Regions from separate parts of the Mus musculus genome. Here all the other regions are linked to region 1. A link is a contact called in public Hi-C data. All regions are on one chromosome and are shown on one strand. The core of a region is the stretch at or near the end of the contact, and the rest is flanking DNA. Distances in the headings are between cores, read along the strand shown.

Region 1 (4,509 bases), core at 1,397-3,896:
CAGATTTTAAGTAACATGATTCGTTTGCTTATTGGCTATTCTCTCTCATTTCAGTGTTAAGAGTGTCTTTTACACTCTCTTGCACTTTGACCAACTCATCACAGGATGGTATCCAAGCATCTATAGTGAGTGTACAGTCTTCTAAAGCAATCCCTGCTAAACTTTCAAACTCTGTTTTAAAATTAGCTGAACCCTTGGTCCTTTGTTCATGGCTACATCAGCCCTAAGACTGTGGACCTGTCATGTTGAAAACATTAGAAGCTTCCTTGCACACTTTTCCTGGATTAGATTTCCAAGAGAACATACTAACACGATTCTAATAGTAGAAGCCATTTGAAAGGCTAGAAAGGCAACAAAATATAACACTTCAGACTCAGGTCCTGAGCCAGAAGTAGTGGTGCACACCTCTAGTCCCAGCACTCAGAAAGCAGAGGCTGGCTTGTTTCTGTGAGTCTGAGGCCAGCCTTAGTCTATAGCATGAGTTCCAGGACAGCCAGAGCTATATGGTGAGACCCTATCTCAAAACAAAACAAAAAGACTTATGTCCTAGAGACAAAGTGTCCCATTTGCAAATCCAAGCCTGGCATTAAAGCTTTTTGTCCCTCACTGATACAGTGGGCACATGGCTGATAGCTGCCTTACCTCTGTTCTCTGACAACAGGAGCTTCTCTATGCCAAGTCCTCTCACCATCAGTACTAGGAAGTGTGTGTGTCTCCACTGAGCCCACTGGGCAACCGCGTTATCAGCTAAAGCGCCACTCCTGGACCAGTCCTTAAGCTCCTCCTCCTGTTTTAGGGAACCCTTTAAACTGTTTGCAGGTTGTGCTTAAAAGGTTTTTATTTTTCAAAGATTGTAAGCAGCAAGGGAAGGCAGCGAATTTTAAGATTAATTGCTGAATTTTAAGATTAATTTTGAGAACATGTTGCCTAAGGGGTTAGAGAAGGGGCTTGGTGGGTTGAGTGCTGGTGTAACCTGCATGAAGCTCTGGGGTCTATCCCCAGCACCACATAAACTAGGCATAATAGCACACACCGGTATGGCCAAGACTCAGAAGGCCGAGACAAGAGGCTCAGAAACTCAGGGTCATCCTTAGCTACATAAGAAGTTCCAGGCCAGCCTGTGCTATGAGTTTCTAGGTTTAGTTTTGTTGTTGTTTTGTTTGTTTGTCTGTTTGTTTGTTTGTTAAGTGTATCAGTTAGGAGAACAAGGAATTTTGAAGCTATTTGTGGACTTCAGAGATTTAGCTCCAGGTATCCCCTTGCCTGTGCCCCACTCCCCCAGAAGTCAGCAAATCTGTGACGTGAATTGAAGTTGCATTTTTTTTTTCATGTGTTTTGCGAGTTCCTACTAAGGTCCCAGGAGAGGCGGGGTGGCTGGAGTGTAATCAGAGGCATCTATTTGTCGCCAGCTGCAGTGACTCTCTGCTTAAGTCTGGAACAAGGTCATCACTCTCAGCCTGTCACGCACAAGCGCACAGCGGGCCTGGCAGAGGCTCATTAGTATGCCACACATTCCATCAGCTAAATTTGCTATTTCATTTAGAATGCCTCTGATTGCATTTTTTATATATACATTCCCGGGCTCCTCAGAGGAACGGATGCCACTATTAGTGAGCTGACAGGCAGTCGAGCATACGTTGATGTGTTTGCCATTAAACTATGGGGGAGAGTTATTAAAAACATTTGGCTATCAACTATGAATTTGGTTAGAATCATTTAAGATATAGAAGTACTTTTAAACAAAAGAATAGGAAATAAATAAATCAATCAAAGAAGATTGGTGGGAGAAGAAGATCACTTAAATAAGTTGGAATTTACTAGAAATGATTTGTTTTGCTCTATAATTATGACCATATAAAAGAAAATGAATGCAGATATTTTAAGGCTATAAAAACATTCAGTTGACATTGGGCATTGGCTCCTACTGCTGCAAAAGACACATTACACATTTTGCAAACCTGATATTTTTGTTTAAACTGAGTATGTCCCTTTAAAAGATAATTAATGTTTATGGTAACCATGCTCTTCTCTATATTTCTTCAGACGTGATGGACCAGATGACATTTGTCTTACTACCTCACAGAAGAAGCAAGTGAGGCATCCTCTCCTATGGGCTGTGAGAGAGATGTACAATTTATGCTTCTACCAAGCGAGCTACTAAAACATGGAAATTTATGATTTTTGCCCCCTAGAAAAACCTCATTAAGCTCCTTGAAGAAATGCAAACCTCGTGAGCAGTAATCAAAGCCTATGAAGCCCCCAGAGCGGTTAACAGAGCCCACTTCATCAGACAGTCCCACCGGGGACAGAGCTGCCCGGGGACACGCTTCTTACTGAATTCATTATTGAAACTCCACTGCAGAGTCACCAGGCTAAACATCCCCCCATGCTAGAATGTTCCATAAGAAGCTTTCCTGAGAACATACTGACCTTTTGTTATTGCCAAATTCCCAGGAATCATCATCACGGGCGGCATCTGGAAGTACCCCACGCCAGGCAGATCCACGGGCAGAACAGTCCAGGCATAGGCAATGGCAGCCCATCACCAAGGACAGAATTCTGTACAACATAAACCTTCCTGTGAGTCACTGTAACTTAAAACTGCGGCTCCTGTGGGCAGCATCACGCAGCACCCGTGCCTATTCTATTTCGTTTTGTTTCTTTGGTTTTATTTGTTTTGTTTTGTTTGGGGGGGGGGGTGGGTGGCAGGGTTTCTCTGTGTAGCTCTGCCTATCCTGGATTTCTCTATTTCTACTAAAAGAAATTTCGGGCTTATGAGTCTGAATGAAACTACATTTAACCCATGAGATGAGGAAGGTGCCCTTTGTGGAGAATGGGCAAGAAGTTTGTGTTTGTGTGAGTGGATACCATGAGTATGCTGGAGTTAGCAGAGACCAGAAGAGGGCGTCAGAACCCCTAGAACTGACATTACAGTTAGGAGCATCCCATGTGAGGGCTGGGTATCAAAGGTTCTGCAAGATCAAGTGTAACCTCCCCACCCTCGGCCTGAAACCTGTTAGCTCAGGTTTCACTATTAGCAGGAAGGGAGCGTGGGGTGGAGCCTGCCGCCCCGCCCCATCGTTCTGCCACTCCCACTGCTGCTACCTGCTACCTGCCGCCTAGCTGCTCCGGAGCCAAGCACGTGGTCACCTGCAACTGGACTCCAGGATTGTTTGGCAGGAATGAGCCCCTTCCCCCTTCTTCATAACCCAGTGCACTGAATAGTAAAATTGAGCTTTGATTAGAAACCGGTTGTCTTAGCTCCGTTCTTTCTCCCGTCAGTCTAGTTCCTTTTCTTTCAGCTCGAGTCTGCCATCTCAGCCATACCAGTTCCTCGCGAGCCGCTGGACGGCCCGCGACAATCAAGGAGTGCTTTTAACCACTGAACTATCTCTCCAGACACTCTCCACCTACCCGACCCCCACCCCCACCTCACCCCACCCCACCCCCATCTTAATTTCCTACCGTTGCTGTGACAAAGTACAAGTGGAATAAACCAGCACAAGGGTTGTATGTCATCATCTTGGAGATGACATGTCTTAAATCACTCTGCTGTCAGGGCCCAGCTCCCTCTGAAATCTGATGTGGTCGATCCCTCCTTTTCTAGCTTCTGCCATTTATCAGCAATCCTTGGCATGCTCCTTAGCTTGAGGCTGCACTGCCCCACCTTCTGCCTCTGTTGTCCCACAGCCCTCTGGTCTCTTGTCTTCCTTTTCTTCTGAGGCCATCAGTCATACTGATTAGCACCCAACCTAATATCCTTGTTTTAACTGGATAACATCTGCTAAGACACAATTACCAAGGAAGGTCACATTCACAGGTTGCAGGACCAGGACATCGATCTGTCTTTTGGGAGATACTGCTTAACCCAAAATAGACCACTTTAGCTGGAAGAGTCTGCAATACTACAGGCAGATGACACAAGATGCAAACCAAGAGAGACATGGCCGAGGAAGACAGAGGGAACCTTGTTAGGGAAAGAGTATAGGCCACGAGTGGATTCATCAAGCTAAGACAATAAGTAAACTGAAGTCAATGCATATCAGATACAGTCACGGAAAAGGCTCTGTTGAGTCTAAAGAAAGCAGTTTCTGTATTGTGGTGAGGGCTGTGACCACATCGAAGTAGGCAGCAGCAAGTGTAGGCTGGTTTCTCCAGACACGTAGCTGTGTAGGGATAGGATGAACAAGAGATATTAGACAGCTAAGTGGCATTTTAAGGCAGGCACTGGTGTTCAGAGTCTGAAAGCACTTAACCCTCAAAGGTGCTTCTTCACCATGAACAGCTATTGACTCAAGCAAATATCGACCACGATGAGAACGCTGAAGACAGACATCTCCAAACTGGTAGTAAGGATTGTACTGGAGTGCACACTGCCCCGACTTTTCAACAGGCATTCCCTGCCCTGCCTATCATGGGAAGGGCAAGATGAGTGTAGAGGTGATTTAAGATGGGCTTGCTGAACATGCACAGTTGTGTGTATATGTGTGTGTGTGTGTGTGTATGTGT
Region 2 (4,509 bases), core at 1,422-3,921, 190 kb after region 1:
AAGAAGAAGAAGAAGAAGAAGAAGAAGAAGAAGAAGAAAGAGAGAGAGAGAGAGACGAGAGAGAGAGAGAGAGATGCATTTGTGGACACCCAGCGTAAATTTAGTCATGCTATCCTATCTGAACAGTCACAACATTTGTTCTTAAGGAAGATTCTGACATAATTGAGGTTTTAATATAGCATTTATTCTAGTCTAAGGAAATGTTAGACGAGGAGATGCAGAAACTGAGAGTTCAACTGTGAAATCATTTTGCTGGCTGTTCCAGGACCCTCAGAGGGGTCTTGTCCTTCAGGAAGGAACATTTCTAGACAGCCCCGAGAAACAGGATGCTGGAGCCCTTTCTAGCTAAGATTACTACTTACATACTGGGATTTAATTTTGGACAATGGAAACAGTTTTCCAAAATAGATCCTATTGGAAAGTCACCAATTGGCCCCAGATAGAACAGCTGAGAAGCTGACGTCTCATGGAGCTAGGGTTTCCTTCCCTTCCTTCTACGTTTCCCAGATTCTTCTCCTGAGACCAGATCTTGATTCTGCTCCTGTTCTTAAGAAGCAAGAAGCATGCTGACTTTTTAAAAAAAAAGATTTATTTGTGTGTGTGTGTGTGTGTGTGTGTGTGTGTGTGTGTGTGTGTGTACATGTTTAAGGGTAAGAAAGAAAGCATCAGATCCTCTGGAGCTGGAGTTACAGGTGGTTGTGAGCTGCCCAGTTTGAGGACTGAACCTGGATCCTCTGTAAGAGCAGTAACTGTTCTTAACCACTGGGCTATCTTTACAGCGCTGTGGTGTGACTTTTAAGAAGAGCGAGAGAGCAAGAGAGCGAGAGAGAAAGAGAGAGAGGCAGACACAGAGACACACAGAGAGAGGAAAAGTTCAAGCTATTTAAATCCCATCCATATTTAGTAGATCCTTTTAAAATATCTTTCCAAAGATCAGCAGTGAATGAAAAAAATATCAAACAAGAGAAAATTCATAAAGTAAAATTAGTAATGTAGATATAAAAAACTTTGACTACATCACATTTTTAAAAAACCTTTTAATAGGCATCTTAAGAGGACTTTGTTTCCCATCTGGGCATGGAGTCCACTAGGTCACTGTGCACATTACTGATTTCATGTCTTTGTTCTTTTTGCCCTATCTCACAGATAGCCCAAAAAAATCCACTTTGTTTGTCAAAGCTTAAAAAAAAAAATAAAGAAAAAAAGAAACAGATTTATCTTTTAAAATGAAAGGCCACACAAAAAAGTACAAAGTTCTGTGCATTATCAATTCTTTTACTCAATGGCATCTTTATTGCCATGGTCTTGATTTTTTTTTTTTAATAACTTACATCCATTCGGCAGCTTCAGATCCACATGCATTGCAGAAATTCCAAGAAACCTCATCATAAAGGTTATTTCTTCATGGCTCCCTTTATAAAAGGGAGCCGTACTTTGTAGGATTATAGCCCTGTTCAGACAAGGACCGACAACTCTTTTATGATTCCTTTGTTCTCACCAGATACCCACAGAGCAAGGCCACTGGTGAATTTGTTTTATTGAAACTCTGATCCAAGAAAACATAAAACCCACAGAGGAGAATGAAACTGGGGCTCCATGGGGAGAGAGAGAGGTCTTTCCTCCTTAAGGGACTCAAACTCTTCTTGGAATAGGCCCTGTACTATAGCACTATATTCCACCACTAGGAAGACTGTGGCAGGAGGATCACAAGGACTGCTTGGGTTACAGGGTGAGCTCATGATGTGTGTGGCCAAGTTAGGGGCTCCCTATCCAAAAGTGGGGCAGGGGGAGACAACTCAGGGATAAAGGGTATATAGCACGTGTGAGTTCGACCCTTGGCACCAGAATTTTTAAAAAGCAATCTTATAAATAGATGTAGATGTAGATGTAGATGAAGATGAAGATATAGATAAAGATAAAGATAAAGATAAAGATAAAGATAAAGATAAAGATATAGATAAAGATATAGATAAAGATAAGGATAAGGATAAAGGTATAGATATAGATATAGATATAGATATAGATATAGATATAGATATAGATAAAGATAACAATGAAATAAAACCCTTCCTTTAAGTGATGATCGGCTGAAAACATAGAGTTCCAAGTCCACCTTGGCCTTTGGAGTGAAATGTTTCTTATCACTTTATCAACCCTCTGTAATGGTTAATATTGATTGTCACATTGACCTTCTAGAATCACCTAGGAAACAAGCCTTCAGGTGTGCCTGTGGGAGAGTATCTGGATTGGTTAACAGAAGCAGGAAGACCCACCTACCTGAACTCTGGAATCCCCCCAAGCTAGGGGCTGGAGTCTAGAACTGAATAAGAAAGAAAGTAACCTAGGGTGAGCATTTGTCTCTCCCTTTCCTGACTACAGATGCAGGTTGACCAACTGCCTCGGGCTCCTGCCTAAGCCAGGCTTCCACCACCGCTATGGTGGGCTGTTCTGCCAAACTATGAGCCAAAATAAATCCTGTCTTCCTTAAGTCGATTTATTGGGGCATTTATCATCACAGCGACAGGAAAGTAACTGATATTCCATCCCATCTCCAGATAAGGACACTCCCCACTCCACCTGTTACGCCCAATTCCAACATTCCAGAGTCACTGAAAATACAATATGGAACTCTGGATGCTTCTTATATGGAATTTTCCTTTCCCACAAAACATGAGTGCCATAGGACAACTTAGAAGAAATGAAGTGGCCTGAAGTGCCTGGGCCACCAAATCTCCCAAATGAGAGCAAAGGTGCACCTTAATATGTGTAACATTTTTTGGAAAGAAAAGAAAAAACTAGAGGGAAGAATGAAGATTAGTAAAGCAGAGGTAAAGAGAGACTGGGGAGGGAAGATGAGGGAGATCTCTGCTGAGATACTGACTTGCCCACCTTTAGCAGCCATTCAGCCCATGAGGCCTCTGTTGGTTGTCAATACTCCTTAACAATATTAGCGTCCGCTACCCCATGATTTACAGGGGACTGTGAATGTCTACAAACCAAGCCTTTTCCGCTTCAATTTCTCGTCTTGTGAGTTTGCCAAGCATGTGTTCCGTAACTTGCCAAGCAAAATAATTCTCTGAGGGTGAACACAATGTGAACACACATTCGTGTCTCCCTAGGGGCACTTTTGGTGGTCATATTGACAAACTATATGCACCAAAATATAATCTTTGAGTTGCATTTGTTTTTCCGAAAGCAAGCCCATGTGTCTCCGTTCTCACTGACATTTCTTTTTTCCATCTGCAGCAAAACAGGTCGGGGAAAGGCACCCAGCCCAACCTTAACCAGGAAGTTAAAAAGTCAAGAAAGGTCTAAATGCCGGGATTCCCTGGGAACTGAGCCTGGGCCATCGCGCTCCTGTAGTGTCCACTTCCTCCTCTTAAAATGATCACCAAAAAAGCCCTTCTTTAATCAAAAGAAAAAAATTGAACTTGATAAATTGTGTGCGAAGAGGATCAAGGGACAGACAGAATTAAGCAAGGACAGCGGCAATACAGACAAGTAGCAAATGTGCTGTCTGGGGGAAGCTGCTGTCCACAGGCTACAGTCTGAGGAATATCGACATCAGTGATTATTTTTTTCAACTTATTCAACCTCTTTATTTTTATCAGTGCCTCCTTAAGAATAAAGAGTTGTCAATACTGATGTTTCACACATAATAAAACCAAGAAAATCACATACACACCCCTTTCAAAACTTCAAATAAACAGTTCGATGTTTGGTGCCCTGTGGTTATGACACCATTGAATTGAACAGATGTGATCTCAGACAACGTACTAGGCATGTACTAGTTGGGGGCCGAGGGAACAAAGCAAAGGTAAGGTGACAACTTAATGGAAAGAGGTCAAGTAAATAGGTGATGGAAATATAAAGGAATAAGCACACTGCATTTCAGCATTCAGCTTTCTTTCACTTCAGCAAAGCTAGAAACAGCTGAGCACAGGCCATTTTGAAATGGTAGGAAAGAACAAAAAATATTGTCATCCCTCTTTGGAAGCTGGAGTCACTGGTGACCTGATGTGTCCAAATTTCAATCCAAAGCCACGAAAAAGAGAGATTACCATGTGGTCAGTTAAAAGCCTGAAAGAATAGCAAGGTGTCCATACCCTACGCTCAGGGGACATAGGACCCTTTTGTGTGGTTATTTTCTTATGTGGCAGGTCTTTCCCATTGTATTAGTCAGTGTTCTCAAAAGGAACAGAACTGGTAGAATGAATATAGATGGATGGATGGATGGATGGATGGATGGATGGATGGATGGACAGCTAGATAGATAGATGATTGGAGGGGGGGCTTACAGGGTGTGGTTTGGGTAGTCCAACAATGGCTGTTTCATGGCAGAAATGGCAAGCAATAATCTGATGGTTGTCTAGTCCACCATCCTGGCTGTCTCTGCAGTCCCAGTCTGGTGCTGGGGTCCCAGAGGATTCCTAGAAACCTGCATATCTTCCATCAGTCTACAGTGGAATCCTGAAGAAGTTGGATTTAATACTGGCTGAAACAATAGGA
Region 3 (4,509 bases), core at 1,206-3,705, 140 kb after region 1:
GGAAATACCAATACCACCAGCCACAAACTCATGTGTTTGAACACCTGGTTCCCAGCTAGTTGTGCTGTTTGGGAAGATGAGAGAGTCTTTGGGGTGAGGAACATAGCTGGCAAAAGGTATGTCTGTAAGTGTGAGGCTTGAGACATTACCAGCCAACTCTGCTTCCAGCCAAGTGCTCTGCTTTCTGGTCTACCAAGCCGTGGAGAATCCCAGCTGCACACCCCCACTGCTCTGAGCTTTGTCCTGCTTCCCCACCATGACAGATGGTTTTTCTTCACTGGATTATTAGCACATATAAGCAGATATTTGATCTGTTTTGTTTCTAGCTTTGTTTCTAGCACCCAGAGCAATATTTAATACACAAGAGACATTCCTGTGTTCATTTAATGAATGCATGCAGCCACTCATAAAATATTGAAGATGTCTGTTCATCAAGTTGAAAGACATATAAGGGTGTAGTTATCCATCATGGGTGGATGTCCACAAGTAGCACTTTTAATAGAAAGTTGGGCCACTGTGTAAAATGTGAAGGAACAATAGATTGTAAGATGCTACAGAGTCCTTCTTCCTAACTCTTCTTGTCTTGAACCCAGAGGAAGAAAGCTAAAGGTGACTAGGGTATCTGCGCCTTTGTAAAGGAGGGAGATCCTAGAAACCTTTTCCATTTCTCAGGTTAGAGACACCAACGTGTCTCTGGCTCACAACCAGGAAGTATGTCAAATGACAAAAATGACAAATGATATATGTATTACTACAGATCAGTCAGCAATTCCATGATCATTCTAACTGACCACAGCTTGACATAATTCACAAAAGGAATGACTCTACTAACAGGCTCGTTCTTCCTGAGTCTCTCCATTGGTTGCTTAGATTCCTCCAGGTAGTTGGTGTCAAAGGTTCTGGTGGTCAAAGACCAGAGTTTCCTTTCAAGAGGCCACTTTTGCATCTGGATGAGAGGAACCAGGATAAGAAGTCATTATATCTGCAGGGAGCTCTAAACTAATCAGGCCATATCTCAGGACCAATTCAGGAATATACAGGAATGGGGAGGAAGGAAACCTCTAGCTTATAGACTCTATAGACTAAATCTGAGCCTAACACTCAGCACAATGGCACTTTACATCATTATTTAACCCCATTGTCTGTAATAATAATAATAATAAAAGGTGGGTGCACCAAAGTCATATGCATAGTCCCAGGTTCTGATATCGATCAATAAACATGCTCACTTTATGCTCATGATCACGTGCTGTGTTGATGATGACAAAACAAATTGAAAAGCTTCTTTTAGCTTAGACACACACTTTCTTCCTTCGGGGATGTCAACTGTCTTGAAGGGCAAAGTTGAACATATAAAGAAATTTTCTATCTTGACAAAACCAAACAAATAACTATTTTTAACATGAATGAAATTAATGAATTAATCCATTTCTATACTGTCATGATTTCTTTCCAATTTTAAATGGCTGTGTGAAGCATGGGCTACATATTCCACATATGTGATTTTGGAAGACAGACTCCTCCATGGATTCACTCATGTATAACTCATGCTATAGTATACAATTCAGATGTCTACTGAGATGTCCAAAGGGCTTTAGGTACCACAAGTTCAAAGCCTAGGTCTCCCAAAGTATTCTTATGACCCCTATGGTTATGTCTTCTTCCAGGAACAGTACACATCTACTGACTGGTAGTCCTTAGAGACTAGTGGCTAGCCTCTTACTTCAGTGAGGAAGGGCACTACAGGACAGTTTCACCTCCATAGAGACCCCTGACTCACTTCCCCTCTGCCTAGTTCTGAGTCCCTCTCTTCATGCTAGGTCCAGCATTCCCTGTATGTTTCCCAGGGAGATTTATCAGCTAACATCTAGAATATAGAGGAGGCTGAGCTACAGATAACCCAGAGACTGAAACACCAAAGCAATACCAACAGAGGCATGATACAGAGAAACACAGGGAGGGGAAAGGGACAACTCTTGATTTAGATGCTCCTGTGGGAGCACCAATGCTTGGCGTCATCCTGGAGGAACACTCTCAACTGATAGAGAAGATGGGTAGTGGATCAAACACTCTACATCAGGCAGACGTAACAGCCTTTGACAAGTCGAGAAGCTATGAGAGTCTGGCTTGTGTCTAGTCACACTGAACCAGTCAGAGTGGATGAAGCATGAGTAAGGAAGAGATAAGAGTTACAGTTGAAGCCAGGAAACAGGGTAGCATCATTATACATGGGAATGGGAATGATGCAGAACTTAAAAGTCTTCTAATCGCACTGCACGGGTCTCAATTCTGTGATTATATGAGTCCAACAGCTTACCAACTAAATGACTATATGCTTGCCCAGCCTCTCTAAACCTCCTTTCCTCATTTAAAAAGAAGCATACTTCTAAGAATGGCTTACTTCCTAGATATGGGCATGGAAACTGAATGAAGTCATAATGTGTTTAACCCAGAATCAGACTCTGAGAAAATTATTTTTAAATGTATGTGGTTGGTGAGATGACTCAGTAGGTAAGAGTGCTTGTTGCATAAGCAAGATAACCTGAATTCCAAAGCTGTTCTTGGCCACGTGTGCCTGACACCCTAACACTTTGAGTGGCAGGACAATCACTAGAGCTTGCTTGGTGCCAGCCTAGCTCCAGTTCAGCGAGAAACACTGTCTCAAGGGTGGAAGAGTGACAGAGTAGGACCTCCAGCATCTTTCTGTGGCCTTCATACACATGCATGCACAGGCATATAGATCTGCACACATATATGCATGTGCGTACATGCGCGCGCGCACACACACACACACACCACACATACATGCATACATAAACACACATATACACACCACATACACACAAATACACATATACACACATGTTTAACAATATGGGCCATTCATTCTAAGTAACAGAAGTTAATAGTCATAACTGCCATAACTTGGATCTGAGGTTTACCCCGTGCTAAAGGCACAGTCATTAGGGACAATAAGGAGAGGGTTTAGCAGTTCCAGGTTGTCCCATAATCCACGTGATGGATATCCAGGACCCAGCAGCAGGTAAGCACATCCTTCAAGCCTCTCCTTCTAGTTCCAATAGGGTAAGCACAGCACCGTCTCCCATGAACCTTTCATACTTTGGATGTTGGGGCCACTGGTATTATCCATAAGTTACACACATACCTAAGTACACTCTCCCGTGGAACAGTTCTGTCCAGTTACTTTGGCAACTCTGACCAGCTTAATGGTCTACATGCAACTCTTGTCCATGACAGAGCCAATCTGGCAGTGAGACCACACTAGATACTTTAAATGAAAGCACACACACACACACACACACACACACACACACACCACCACCACACCATGACCTGAACAAGAATATTTGTTAACACTCTGAAGGTGGATGTAGGTGGGCTTATGTGAGTTCATGGTCAGCTTAGTTTATATAGTGTTCTAGGCCAGCAAGGACTATAGAATGAGACTTTGTGTTTTAAAAAAAGAAAAGAGCCGGGCATGGTGGCACACGCCTTTGATCCCAGCACTCGGGAGGCAGAGGCAGGCAGATTTTTGAGTTCGAGGCCAGCCTGGTCTACAAAGTGAGTTCCAGGACAGCCAGGGCTATATGGAGAAACCCTGTCTCAAAAGCAAAACAAAACAAACAAACAAACAAAAAAACAAAACAAAAAAACGAAACGAAACAAAAAGAAAAGAAAAGAAAAGAGAGAGAGAGAGAGAGAGAGAGGAAGGAAGGAAGGAAGGACGGAAGGACGGAAGGAAGGCAGGCAGGCCACAATCTAAACATTTATCCTTATACCCACAGGTAAGTATAGATGTCACCCTTCAACAAAGAAACTTCTCTTTGCAAAGGATGAAGGACATTACAGAAAACAGAAACAGAACAAGAGGCAGAGAGCAGGTGATCATGTGGTACACAGCCCCTGTGGGTCCCCTCCCCTCTCCACAACACATCCTCTGCACCTAAGCCTCAGAGAACATCTTGAAAGAGGGAGCAGACAGATTTTAAGAGCCAGGGAACCATAAAGTCTGCTGGGAGACTGCATCTCCTAGAAATGCCAAACAAGCTGCGCCCATGAAGTTATTAATATGGATGCCTAAGCAAGATCTGAGTCCAGATGACCCCAATAGACATGCCAACATGGAAGGGGGAAAGCTCGGGCCCCAACCCTGGACAAGGACCACAGGCAACTAAGAAACGCTGAGATGAGGAGAAACGGTCTTCCCCAGGGGAGAGTCCCCTCCAGATCGGTTATCCAATACCATTTGGTCACCTGTAAAGTTATATACACACAAGAAACTTCAAACAGACTGATCAACTTATATTTATATATTTAGAAATCTATTTATATATATATAAGAAGAGCAATTTCAGAAGCAGAGACAATGAATCTGAGCGCTAGGAAAGGGGTTACTTGGAAAGGGTTGGAGGGAGGAGGGGGAAGGCAGACAATAATGTAACTGTTTTCATTTCAAAAAAATTGAAGAAAACAACAAGAAGAAGAAAT

What was found. A called contact is a pair of places that touch in the nucleus more often than the background predicts.
Region 2: a contact with region 1 is called in a Hi-C map of cerebral cortex, with 1.9 times the contacts expected there. The contact joins the promoter of 1700083H02Rik here to the promoter of 9630002D21Rik in region 1. A contact is called at or near these places in 4 of 484 Hi-C or Micro-C datasets (cerebral cortex, cortical neurons, liver and 1 more) and 3 of 115 datasets of contacts at active chromatin or transcription factors (SST interneurons, embryonic stem cells and stem cell-derived neural progenitor cells).
Region 3: a Hi-C map of embryonic heart shows a contact between it and region 1, with 1.9 times the contacts expected there. The contact joins the enhancer-like site here to the promoter of 9630002D21Rik in region 1. A contact is called at or near these places in 1 of 15 datasets of contacts at CTCF or cohesin (stem cell-derived epiblast-like cells), 12 of 484 Hi-C or Micro-C datasets (the HPC-7 cell line, cerebellum, embryonic heart and 2 more) and 3 of 115 datasets of contacts at active chromatin or transcription factors (SST interneurons, bone marrow-derived macrophages and embryonic stem cells).

What each region holds. Positions count from the first base shown.
Region 1 is chr12:71,576,068-71,580,576 of GRCm38.p6, reverse strand. 9630002D21Rik (a long non-coding RNA gene) reads right to left here and starts at 2,646. Exons shown (of 3, transcript XR_872814.1): 1 at 2,431-2,646.
Region 2 is chr12:71,382,370-71,386,878 of GRCm38.p6, reverse strand. It overlaps 1700083H02Rik (RIKEN cDNA 1700083H02 gene), which reads left to right and starts at 2,671. Exons shown (of 2, transcript NR_136902.1): 1 at 2,671-2,828; 2 at 3,247-3,725.
Region 3 is chr12:71,439,122-71,443,630 of GRCm38.p6, reverse strand. No RefSeq gene overlaps it. Among named protein-coding and RNA genes, the nearest start is that of 1700083H02Rik, 57 kb to the right of the region's middle. Within about 2 kb of position 2,455, at least 13 of the 459 cell types and tissues checked have an H3K27ac peak or open chromatin away from gene starts, as enhancers often do. A contact at or near this core is called in SST interneurons and embryonic heart, where this site is marked.